Regions from separate parts of the Sus scrofa genome. Here region 2 is linked to region 1. A link is a contact called in public Hi-C data. All regions are on one chromosome and are shown on one strand. Each heading gives the region's core, a stretch centred on a gene start, on an enhancer-like site or on the middle of the called end of the contact. The rest is flanking DNA. Distances are from core to core; before and after follow the strand shown.

Region 1 (6,594 bases), core at 1,377-3,876:
ATCAGTGCATCAGTTCAGCTTGTTGGCTTAATTTGGTGTCTGGTAAATAATAACTTTCGGTTATTTCTGCCACTGAAGTTGGTGCATACCCAGATCGATTTTTCATCCTTTAAATAGGATCCAGTGTTATCAATGAGAGCTTCTTGTAAATCAGTACCAGGAGTGAGAAGATAGCATGATGCAGTCAAGGTTTCTGTCATTTGAGGTGCTGGAAGCAAAGTTGTTGGGTTAAGCTGTTATGCTGAGACAAAGTAGTATTGGGGGAAGAGATAAAAGTACTTTGTAAGGGGCCAGGCAACTCACTGAATAGTGTTGAGGATGTTGAGAATTTTGAGAGAAATTCAACTAAATGAGGACCATAGTCAGAGGAGACCTCATTATAGGTTCTTCAGTAGCTTTGCATAAGAGAGCTGTCACTGAAATAGCCCTTATGCAAGGTGGGAACCCTTTTGCCACTGAATCTAAGTGTTGACTATAATATTCTCTGGGTTGGTGTGGTCACCATGCCTCTTAGTTGATACACTCAGGGCGTTTCCTCTTTCTTCATACACAAAGAGGAAAAATGGTAATTTATAGTTAAGATCACCTAATGCTGAAGCCTTTGCTGATGCACATTTTAAAGCATTTATATCCTTTTTCTCTTTCTGTTGTCCATTGAATTGAGTATGGCTGGTCAGACTTCAGTAACGCATAGAGAGGTTGGGCAATGAGGGAAAATCTAGGTACCCAACATCCTGCAATATCTGGTTAGATCTTGAAATTCTCTGTTGTTGCTGTGTTTTGGGGAGTGAGAAAGCTAGAATTCCCTTAATTCTTTCAAGATCTATCAGTAATTCTTCCTGAGCTATAAAGTGACCTACATGTTTTAAGCTTAATTGTATTTTGTCTTTGACACCTTACGCCTCTTAGAAGCTAATTGTTGCGATAGATGAGTCGTGTCTCTTTGGCAATCTCTTCACTTCTAGAACACAAGTCAGCTGCATATTGAATTAAAGCAAAGCTCCTGGAAAGTGTACATCAGCCAAATCAGTTTCAAGTATTTGAGAAAAACAAGGCTTTTATATAGGCTTGTGGCCTAACTGCCCAGGTACATGGATGATCTTCTCATGTGAAGGTAAAGAGGCTTTCTTTTTCTCCTGGAATGCCAAGGAATGGAATGCACTACACACATCAGTTACTAAGAAATAATGGTGGCTGCTGGGAAGACTGAGAGCAGAGTGTGAGAATTCCTAAGAACCACAGGGTGGCAGGGAATCACAGTATTATCTATAGCTCTCAGGTTCAGCCTTTTCTGTTTGGCTTCTTACCAATAAACTGAAAGTATTGCAAGGATTGGTGTAAGGAATTATAAGTCTTTTCTGAAGGAAATCCTGGGTAATAGGTCTTATTCCATTTATTGCTTCTGGTCTGAGTGGATATTATCAGATATTAGATGGAGGCTTGGGATTATCGATAGTTACTTTATTAGAAGTATAGCCATTTTAATTTTCCCAATATCTGAGGAAGAAAATGGCCACAATTCCTCAGGCACTTGTAATAGTAAATCATTGATTTCCTTTTGATTTGTCTGAATTTTTGTCTTTATATCCATTATTTTTTCAGTAATTATGTTCTGGTCTTCATTTATATCTTCTAAATCTAAAGTCATCTAACCTTTAGATGAAAAGTTAATATGGGCATTATATGCCTCTAAAAGGTCCTGTCAGGTGAATTGTCACCAAAAGGAATACATGCTTTCTGTGATAGTTCCTAGCTGAAAAGTTACTGGCTTTGATTTAAAAACCTGCATAGCATATTTGTCTTTCTCAGACTTACTTCACTTAGTATGATAATCTCTAGATTGATCCATGTTGCTGCAAATGACAATATTTCATTCTTTTTATGGCTGAGTAATACTCCATTGTGTATGTGCATGTGTGTGTGTGTGTGTATAAAACGTCTTATTTATCCATTCATTTGTTGATGGACATTTAGGAGATGTAGAGAGAGAGAGAAATACCATATGATATCATTTATATGTGGAATCTTAAAAAAATGATACAAATGATCTTATTTGCAAAACAGGAATAGACTCGCAGATATAGAAGACAAATTTATGGTTCCCAAAGAGGAAAGGAGGTGGGAGGGATAAATTAGGAATTTGGGATTAACAGTTACACACTATTATATGTAAGATAGATAAACAACAAGGGCCTACTTTACAGCACAGGGAACTATACTCAATATTTTGTAATAGCTTATAATGGAAAAGAATCTGAAAAAATATATAAAACTGAATTGCTTTGCTGTACACCTGAAACATTATAAATCAACTATACTTCAATTTAAAAATTCTTAAATCATTTGCATTAAAAAAACCTGCCTAAGAAAATTTGAAACCCCTACCATTTGATTATTTATTCTGAGGGAGAGGGTAATGAATAAGGGTCAGGGTAAGAATAGATAATGTTGGGAGTTCCCGTTGTGGTGCAGAGGAAATGAATCTGACTAGTATCCATGAGGATGTGGGTTTGATCCCTGGCCTTACTCAGTAGGTTGGGGATCTGGCATTGCCGTGAGCTGTGGTGTAGTTTGCAGACGTGGCTCAGATCCTGAGTGGCTTGTGACTGAGGCGTAGGCCAACAGCTACAGCTCCAGTTTGACCCTTTGCCTGGGAACTTCCATATGCCTCGGGTGCGGCCCTAAAAAAAAAAAAAAAAAAAAAGAAAAAAAGGAAAACAAACAAAAAAGAACAGATAGTGCCGTGCCAGTGTCTATAGGACCTTAGACATTTCCCCTCTGATCATTATTTCAATTTCTCCTAAGGTATTTTTGATGAGGAGGGGAAATACCCTTTCATAATCCTCAGAGCACCCCTATTGCTTTTGAATTTTACCTTGCTCTGACTCTTGCTTAAAACGGTGGCAGTCTCTTTTAAAATGTCTAGGGTTTTTTTTTTTTTTTTTTTTTCAGTAAAAGCAGGTGAGGTCATTGCAAGCCTGGCTGGCATTTGGGCAGGTTAATTTTGGAGGGCTGCCAAACTGCTGTAGCTGCCCATTTATAATTTTGGCAGCTTTTTCTTTTGCCTCTTTCTGTAAGGTTTTAGAAAGCTTATCAGCACTAGTGACAAGCACATTAGGATGTGAAGTAGTCCAGTCAGTGTAGTGCAGTCATGTCTTCTAGTTAGCCATGCCAATTCTTTTTTTTTTTTTTTTTTTTTTTTTTTTTTGTCTTTTTGCTATTTTTTTGGGCCACTCCCGAGGCATATGGAGGTTCCCAGGCTAGGGGTCCAATCGGAGCCGTAGCCACCAGCCTACGCCAGAGCTACAGCAACGTGGGATCCGAGCCGCGTCTGCAACCTACACCACAGCTCACGGCAACGCCGGATTGTTAACCCACTGAGCAAGGGCAGGGACCGAACCCGCAACCTCATGGTTCCCAGTCGGACTCGTTAACCACTGCACCACGACGGGAACTCCAGCCATGCCAATTCTTTATCCAGTCCTTCTAGAAAAATGGAATTTAATACTGGATCATTCTTATAGTTCAGGAAACTGGATCCATGCCAGAATGTTGTTTGAATGTCTTTTCAAGTCTTTCTAAATAATACAAAATAGCTTCTCCTGGCCTCTGTTTGCCCTGATGGATCTTTGACAATCTATAGTCTGTGGGAAGATTTTCAGGATAGCCTGATAAAAGTTGTGGGCAATTCCTCTACATTTCTGTAGCCTCAGGCTTGTGAAAACCCTCCATAGGTGCCTTCCAACTTATCTCTTCGAGCCATTCTTTTGCTTTTTTTTCAGAGACTGGTAAATGTACAAACTGGTATAAGTCTGAATATCCAGGCTTGTAAGTTCTTCCTATAAGATCAAATTCTTTAGAAAACACTAAAGGGTCTTATAAGGCATTTGGAAAACCCTTAGTTAAATTCCTAAGTTCTGTCCTAGTTCAAGTGGTATAGGTAAGGGTAGGTTCCCCTTGGCTTGTGGGCTTCTCCTTTAAGGGAGCACCTATCACCTTGGGGTTGCTTTCGTTTTCCACCTCGGATACAGTACATTTTTCTTTTGGTGTTGAGGGAGAGAGAGTGAGAAGGTCAGGGCAGGGGAGCTCAGAAGAGGATAGAAAGAGGCTAGTGGAGGAGGGGCATGAGGAGAAACAGTGGCTTCTGGGGCTTTTTCTTATTTAGCCACTCTTTCTAGCAATGCTTGGCTTGCTTCTTACAGTGAGGCCATTTTATTATTTCCTCATTTTGAGGCTTCCAGGCACCAAGTAAATACCTCCCATTCTGGTTGTTTGACGTAAAAATCAAACAAGCTGGTTTTTTCTAATTGAGCATGCAAATAAATCAATTTGAATAAATCAAAAGTGCCCCATTTGGCCATATCTGGAACGGGTTACCTTTGGTTGGATTTTCCCATTTGGTTAAATACTTACAAGTGTCAGTCCCATAGGTATTATACATAAACCCGGCCAGTGTTCCCAGAGGTGGATGTCTGTATGGGAGCTATGTGGTCTTTGAGGCAAGGTTTCCAATCATTACCTTGGTGGCCTAATGCAGATATGAGGTCTGATCTGAACAATTTTCTAAAGGCAATGTGATGGATGGCATGTATGCTGCTTCTGACTCTGGCTCCCCAAGGAGTTACCCTTGGGTCTGTCTGATTCTCTTACATGTCTCAGTGTCGCCCTCCCACAATTTAAAACTGCTCTGGGTGCTTAGGGCACAGGTGATCAGCCTTTATTATGCTCCCTGGTGAGCAGAACTGACTTAGTGGTTATAGTGGGACCACTACACCTCAGGAGGATTGATCCTCAGACCCTTTTTTTGGCTACCCCATGGCATATGGAGTTCTCAGGCCAGGGATAAGATCCAAGCCGCAGTTGCAACCTAAAGTGCAGCTGCCATAACACCGGATCCTTAACCCTTTACCTACTGGGCTGGGGATCAAATGTGCATCCCAGGATGCCACCAGTCTCGTTGTGCCACAGTGGGAACTCTGCTCCTTGGATATTTTTTTTTTTAATTTTTTTTTCTTTTGTTGTTGTTGTTGCTATTTCTTGGGCCGTTCCCGCGGCATATGGAGGTTCCCAGGCTAGGGGTTGAATCGGAGCTGTAGCCACCAGCCTACGCCAGAGCCACAGCAACGCGGGATCCGAGCCGTGTCTGCAACCTACACCACAGCTCACGGCAACGCCGGATCGTTAACCCACTGAGCAAGGGCAGGGACTGAACCCGCAACCTCATGGTTCCTAGTCGGATTCGTTAACCACTGCGCCACGACGGGAACTCCGTCCTTGGATATTTTTGATGGGTTCTCAGTCACCTGAGAACTCCTAGTGGCCAGAAGGAGCAGATGACCCTTTTTTTTGGAGCTGAGCAGGTTCAGTCTCTCATTTTATTAGCAAATAGTTTGTTCAGACCATATGTCAATTGAACCAAAATTAACATAGATTAGCCACCTATGCTTTTCCCTAGGCTTCTTCCCTGGGTCCCTCCAGTCCATGCCCGGGAAAAAGCATTGGTGCCCTTTAAGATTCTAAGTCTTAAGCAAATCAATAAACCAAAACCGAACCAGAACAATCCACAACAAACCCAAAGCAGCTAGAGTAAATTTCAGAATGTCATTTAAAGCAATGAGCACCTGAGGAGTCCCGAGAAGCTGATGGGGCTCCAAGGGCCCATGCTGGTACAGAGCCCTGATTTGAGGTGGACTTTGATGTCCTTTGACATCCTGCCAACTATGCCAAGACAATGCCAATGAAAAATCCATTAATGGTCAAGCTGAGAAGAAAGAAAAGAGAATTTTATTTCAGCAAAACTGAGGACTATAACCCAGGAAGCAGATTCTCAGAAACTCGGGGAACTGCTCCACTGATCAGGAATTAGTTTTATACATTTGTATACATTTTTGAGATGCAGTTTTATACATTTTTGAGACAATGTATGTACCATATTGACAGGTTAGTATTGTGCACACAGTTCATTAAGATTTTTTTAGTACATGTACAGAACAAGCCTTTGGTCAATGTGACCCCTTGTATGAGAAGAAAAAGAAGTATTAATCTTAGAATTACAGTACTGGCAATCTGAAGAAAGAGTCCAGTTTTTCTCAAAGTTTGGTTTCATTCTCCTGCTTTGAAGAGGTTTGTTTAATGTATAATTTAGTTGCACATTGGGAAAAGCCTGCCATAAAGGGCACACGTTTATTTTTTCCTTCAGTCTTAGTTTGATTGTCTTGCCTTGGAAAGTTTGATTTTTCCTCAAAAAGTGTTTATGTTTTGTTTATTAATAATTGCAGACTGTCCCATTTTATGGATCTGGAGTAGTTTATTTAACCATGTTCTTCTGATATTTAGGTTATTCACCCCCTGGCCCCGCTTTTTTTTTTTTTTTCAGTATTTTTAGGGCTGCATCTCTGGCAGATGAAAGTTCCTAGGCTAGGGGTTGAATCAGAGCTACAGCTACTGGCCACAAGCACAGCCACCGCCACAGCAACACAGGTTCCAAGCCGCCTCTGTGACCTACACCACAGCTCATGGCAATGCCAGATCCTTAAAGCACTGAAAGAAGCCAGGAATCAAACCTGCATCCTCATGGATGCTAGTTGGGTTCAT
Region 2 (6,594 bases), core at 1,828-4,327, 170 kb after region 1:
TACAACTACAGATGTGATAAATTCATTTGAGTAATAAAAAATACATTATTAAAAAAAAGAGTTTGGAGTAATACTGTAGCAACCTGGAACAGGCAGGGAGTCAGATCTCACCAGCCTTCAGAGTAGGATCAGGTGTCCAAGGTGTGCCTGTCCAGATACTCAAAACCTGGAAAGGTGTCACACGAACTCTTATCACCTGTCAGGAGCTGAGAAGAGAGGTCCAGCAAAGAGACTGGGTTCATTTCTTCCATCAGTGGAAAGAAAGAGAAGATTTGCCTTTTAATTTACCTTCCTTCTGTTGCTTTGCCCATCTGGATCCTGGAGGACAAACATTCTATAAAGGGTTCACGACTAGACCACCGCTCTGTCTGGGGATTACTAAGCCATCCTCTGTGTGTAGCCACAGGAAGACCTCAACATCTTTTAGACTTTTCTTATTTTTTTGAGGGAAACCTGTACTGCCGTGAACTTCCCTCTAAGAACTGCTTTGGCTGCATCCCGTAAATTTGGTATGGTTGTGTTTTTGTTGTCATTTGTCTCAAGGTATTTTTTAAAATTTCCTCTTTGATTTCATCATTGACCCATTGTTTTTTAAAGAGCATATTGTTTGGTTTCTATGTAATAATTTTTTTCCCTCATTTTTTTTTCTGTGGCTGATTTCTAGTTTCATGTCATTGTGGTATCACTGACTTTGGAAATGGTGCAGTTCTCACTGTTCATTTCTTAAAAGTCATGGCTATGCCAAATCATTCAGACATAGTTTACAATTACAAAAACACTAACAATTCCTAAAGAGGAGACAACTGCAGCAAGATGGAGCTCTGTGTTTGGGCTACAATAAAAGGCACATCCTATTTTTTTTTTTTTTTTCTGTCTTGGAGATAACTGTGATGGGATTGGAAGTCACTAATTTTGAATGTCACTGAAGGCAAAATATATGGTATGTGATCATGACGGCCATTGCATCATTACTGCTTTGCTAATTTAAAAGCAAGAAGAATGTTAACATGAGTTCTTTAAGTTTTAATTTGATAATCTATGAATTCATTTCATAAGGACTTATTAGCTGAGAGCCAGGCTCTTTGCTAAGTGTTGCAGATACAGAAATGATATTCAGTGCCCTAAATTTCACATAAAAGATTTGGCAAGGCCATGAATTCAACTGATAAGGTAACTTGGCAATCCAGAGGATCAAGTCAGCTCCCTCTGCTCTAGAGTCACAAGGGATAAGAATTTCTTTTTGCACAGTCGTAGAAAGTCCCTAGATTTAGTCCAAATCATGAAAACAGATGTTAGTCATTTCTCCTTCCCTTTCTTCAAGCTGCTCAGTCCTTACAGAAAGAACACCATCATCCTCAAATTTCTCGTGTCCTTCAAACCATTTTATGGTAGCAGCAATTCAAATTCCCCAAAGCCATGGCTTCAATGGATACTTGACTCCTGTGGCCACAGATATTACTTCAGTTAGCAGCTTCTCTCCCACATGATCTAGGCTGCCAGTTAACCCATCTCTGACCAGTGATGGGAAATGAAGTTGTCTTCAACAGCTAAGACAGATAACTTGTCTCACATTCCATATGTTTGTTGGTAGCTCCTAGTATTTGCAAGAAGAACAGAGAAGTGGGTTTAGAAAATGGATAGGAATAGAGGCTGGGCAGCTTAGATAAGTGAAATTGTTTATAATGTTCACACAAGGACAACCACCTCCTTTTCTGTATCCTAGCTATCTTTCTACAACAGCTACAAACCCTAAACATGCCCTGCTGATTTTTAAACTCAGTTTCAGGGAGGAGCTGCTGATGGGCCAAATTCAGGTCTAGCACTGAAGCCCTTTGGTCCAAAAGGCCATGAGAACAGATAAATGACCCTCACTAAGACTTGCACAATGGTGTTTCTTCAACACAGAAGGAGGTTCAGACAAAAAATGATAAATTTCTTCTGTACTTACTAAGACAGGAAGTAGTGTGACCCTTATGAATATTAGAAAGCAGCTTGGACAATGGACTGTAATGAAGTGAGACTAGATGGGGGCTGATAGGAAGTGCCTTTTGAACCCAGAATAATGGGTGTGAAACGTGAGAAGAGGAGAGACTGGACTCTGGCTCTACTCTCAGGTTTAAGGCAAGGATGACAATGTGATTGGCTGTGCGGCTGATCATAAACATATCAAGCAGTAGGTCTGGAAGTAGTCCCTAACTCTAGGACAGGTGGGGTGGTATAGCATTTAAGAGACTGAGTATAGCCTTCTTGGGTTCAACTCCAGCTGAACACTTTCCAGCTCTGTAATTTGGGACATGGTATTCAACCACTCCATGCTTCAGTGTCCTCATCTTAAAATGGGACAGTAATAATATCTGTCCAAAGAGTGGTTCCCAGGAGTTCCCTTGTGGCACAGAGAGGTAAGGATCTGGCATTGTCACTCCAGTGGCTCCAGTCGCTGCTGTGGTTCGGGTTTGATCCCTGGCTTGGGAATTTTAGTGCTGTGGGCGTGGCCAAAAATAAAATAAAATGAGTTTTTTTTTTTTTTAAAAGAGTGGCTGCCAGACTGAATGAGCATATGTATACAAAGCACTTAGAACAGTGCCTGACACTATTCAGTGCTCAATAAATGCTAGTTACTATTGTTACCTATTATCCATCCAGTGCTCTCTGCAATTAACTTAATGAGTTTGGGGGGTTTCTTTATATCCCTATGAAAAGACTGATTTGAAAAAAAAGAGTTGTCTTTAGTAGTTAGAGTCTGCTGGCCCCACTGTCCACCAGAGAGAAATGTAAACCAGCCTGAGGACAGCCAGTTACAGCTGCTCATACAGGTGAGACCAAGTAGCCGCTTAGTTGAAGATGGTTCCAGAGCATGTTGATGAAAAACCAAGAAAATGACCTCTGCAGACCTGACTGCAGACCTGACTGAGACCATGTCTTCTGCACATAGCTGATGTCACTTTCAGAAACCACTAAATTACAAGTCACTTATAGCAGGGGAATGACACAGCATTTTGGAACCTCTACTCTAGCATGAGTGAGTTAAACAGGTTTCTTACATAACAAGAGCTCTGGCATCTCACCCAGGGCTTGACTCTTTGCCAGCGTCTCCTTTCCCTTGACACAGGTACCGAGATATTTGAAGAGCACGGGGCCGTGTGTAGGCCAAACCAGTGGGAAGCCAGTTCTCCTCTGGCTTTGAGAGACTCTGGAATAGGCGAGGTCGGATGCAAGTGGAAGGCAAATGCTCAGAGGTTCTTGGTGTTTTCCATCTCCATCAGGGCATGCCTGGGGGACTTCCACATCTAGACCTTTCTGGAACCTTTCTGGAACCTTTCAGAACTCGCAAATATCCAGGAGTTTCCTGAAGGGTCCCTACACAGTTCTCTGTCAGCTCATAAAAATTAGAATCACCACCCAAGAGCCTTTCCTGATGCCCAGAACCAAGAGAAGCTATGTGTTGCACTTTTACCCACATACCCATAATGCACAGCAGGTCTAAATTTCCTAAAGGAAGGAAACCCAATGCCAAGATAAAGATCAGCTTTCAAGCTGGAAAACACATATCCTTCTCTGCAAACTAACACAAAAACAAACTAAAAGTTTACCAACACTTTCAGCATAAACATTCCACTTAGTTTTCATTCTAAACTGCTAGGTGAATCACAGCACTCACACTGCTCATGAGCTCCGGCTGGAAAGAGCCAGTCAGTTCTATAAAATATATCATCTCTCTACTTCTCTCAGTTCTCTGGCTCAGACAAAATCAGCTTTGAGACTGGATAGATCCCACTTCTGGGGTATAATTTAACATTGGGGGTATTTTTATGTTAGGGAAATTACTTTGTCAGCCTAATGCTATTTTTGATATGGCTTTGAAAAAGGGGAGACAAAATTGAAGCCTCCTATCAAGAGGACGAATTCTCCATTTAATGAGGGTTTTTTTTTCCCTTGCAGTTTTCGTGGAAGAAGTCTTATTGAATAGGTAGGATATTTCTACTTTCATAATGAGGATTGCTCCTACTTATCAGGTCCTGTCGTTGGCACTTTGCATAATTATCTCTAATTCTCATAACAAACCTTATTTATTTATTTAGTAATTTAAGGGAGAGATTATTTCTCCATTAAAGAGATGAGGAAACTTGGGTTCTGAGAGGTTACTTGGCTAGTAAGGGGCAGGCTTGCTACCTACCGCAAGGCACCCAATTTTTTTCACTGTACCATGGTATTTCTCCTAAAGAAAGGATGTGGTCCTAGAGTGAAGGTGTTTTCTGGTCTAGGTAATTCAGAACAGACCCAAACCTTCACTAGACTCTTGATTCAACCTTTTTGCCAAATGGTAGGGTATTTTAGGTATTTTTGAGATGGAATCACATTTCCTTTAAGGGTCAAGTTTTCGTGTTTTTCTTTATTTTTTGTTTTCGTTTCACTTCAGTGTAATCAAGCAGAGCAGATAATCATGGAAATACCTGTAATTTTTGAGTAGCTCTTGAGGTGGTAACCAGTCCACACAGATCTCATCCTGGAGGAGAAAAGCTTCGGTTCGAGAAAAGCTCCAGGAGAACCAGCTCTCCTTCAGGGGACTTCCTGCAACTACACAGTCTTTCTCATTTACTTTGTGCAAAAAGACCAACTCTTCTACCAACCAGACTTCATGTGAAGGCTCTCTTTCTACAGAGCTCTCACATATGTCAATTACCTTTCTATCCCCCAAGCAGCTCTTCCCAAAGGCTCGCTGGCAGCTGAGGCTCTATAGATGTCTACTGAGCCAGCATGTGGATGTGAAACAAGATGCCACATGCCACAAGGAGGTGAGGGCACCAAATAATTCACACTTTTCTGTTCTCAAGAAACTGATAGGCTCATGCAGTGATATGAAACTATGGGAAAGCAAATCCAACTAGTATTTGAACTGAGAACCCAAGTTATTTATATGCTAAAGAAAGCAGGGAGCCCTGGGGGCTAGAGTCCTCAGGGATGCTTCACACAAGAGGAGAAAGCTGGAGGATGGAGGGGGTTCTGGACGGTGGAGAGGCACCAGGGATGAGGGGAGCCAGCAGGAGGGTTAGAGGGCAGGAGAGAAAGTAATCACGGTAGGTGGGGGAAACAGCATCTCTGTCAATATTACTGCTGCTTTCTTCCTCCTGGCACCTCTCATGGCCTCCAATCAAGTGGGACCTCTCCACAAGTTTCCACTTCTATTCCCTTGTCACTGCACAGGAGCCCCAGGTGCCGGGGGAGGGAAGCTATACTCCTGAGATGAGAGCCCTGTTTTGGCCTGAGCCTGTGCCTCTAGGCTGAGACCTTCATGAGTGCTTCTCAGTCTTTTTCTGCCTTGAGGCAGATGAGGTGGCCGGAGTGGGCCGAGTTGGGTGCTTCGCTTCCTCTCTGTTGCCTAGGCTCTAATAAAACCCCAGTCGATTGGATTCGAGAACACAGTTTCCCTTGAGGGCAAGTCCTATGAAGAACAGAGTGCTTTGGTAAAAGGCTACTTTCTATCTCCCCCTACTGGAAACTGGAAGTCACTAGTGGGGGTGGGGGAGGAGAGGGGTGGGTCGATCTTTCTCCAGTCTTCACAGTGAGAATCTGGTAGTGCTTCTGGAGGTAAAACTTATAGCAGTGTGGGGTCTCCCTCCCCCCCAGGCGGCATGTGGAGTCCCTGGGCCAGGCTCCAGGCCAGGATTCAGATCTGAGCAGCAACTACACATTCCTCGCAGCTTTGCGGTAATGCTGGATCCTTAACCCACTGTGCTGGGCCAGGGATCAAACTTATGTCCCGGTCCTCCTAAGATGCCACTTATCCTGTTGAGCCACAGGAACTCTGTGTAGGGACCCTAGGAGATTGGACTCCCCTGGAGTTTTTCTCTATCTTGTCCACATGGGGCCTCTAGCATCTGCACTATTCAGATTTTCCCATCTGGCCTTGGTTCCCAAAGAAGTTTCAGCTCTGGAAATCTGTGACTTTCTGTGTCTGTCTATGCACTTCTCTCCAGTGTTGGGGGCAGCAGTTTGCCCTGTGATCTCAAGTCTGACAGATTGAAGAGGAGTTGTTGACTTTTAGTTTGTTCAGCTTTTGTTGCTGTTGTGAGTATTGCAATGACAACCTCCAAGCTCCTGAAGTGCTGGGCATGGCCACGCACATTTCTTTTTTTTTTTTTTTTTTTTTGTCTTTTTTTTTGTCTTTTGTTGTTGTTGCTATTTCTTGGGCCGCTCCTGCGGCATATGGAGGTTCCCAGGCTAGGGGTTGAATCAGAGCTGTAGCCACCGGCCTACGCCAGAGCCACAGCAACGCTCGATCTGAGCCGTGTCTGCAACCTACACCACAGCTCACGGCAACGCCGGATCGTTAACCCACTGAGCAAGGGCAGGGACCGAACCCGCAACCTCATGTTTCCTAGTCGGATTCGTTAACCACTGCACCACGACGGGAACTCCCCACGCACATTTCTAAAACAGCATTTTCCAGCAATGTGTTCTGCAAAACTGAATCTGACAGTTCTACAGAAAGTTAATGGTGTTCAACCACAGAAGGGTCCAATGTCTAAGCTGTGTTGAGAAATACTAGGTTTCTAGCAGGTCTTTTCAATGTCTTTGTTACACTAATGAGCATTT

Evidence for each region. A called contact is a pair of places that touch in the nucleus more often than the background predicts.
Region 2: a Hi-C map of liver shows a contact between it and region 1, with 1.8 times the contacts expected there. The contact joins two enhancer-like sites. A contact is called at or near these places in 6 of 47 Hi-C or Micro-C datasets (embryonic fibroblasts, fetal liver, heart right ventricle and 3 more).

What each region holds. Positions count from the first base shown.
Region 1 is chr9:106,034,580-106,041,173 of Sscrofa11.1, forward strand. The region is part of intron 1 of LOC110255500 (a long non-coding RNA gene); the gene reads left to right. Among named protein-coding and RNA genes, the nearest start is that of SYPL1, 53 kb to the left of the region's middle. Within about 2 kb of position 2,627, at least 4 of the 83 cell types and tissues checked have an H3K27ac peak or open chromatin away from gene starts, as enhancers often do. A contact at or near this core is called in liver, where this site is marked.
Region 2 is chr9:106,207,489-106,214,082 of Sscrofa11.1, forward strand. No RefSeq gene overlaps it. Among named protein-coding and RNA genes, the nearest start is that of NAMPT, 49 kb to the left of the region's middle. Within about 2 kb of position 3,078, at least 6 of the 83 cell types and tissues checked have an H3K27ac peak or open chromatin away from gene starts, as enhancers often do. A contact at or near this core is called in liver, where this site is marked.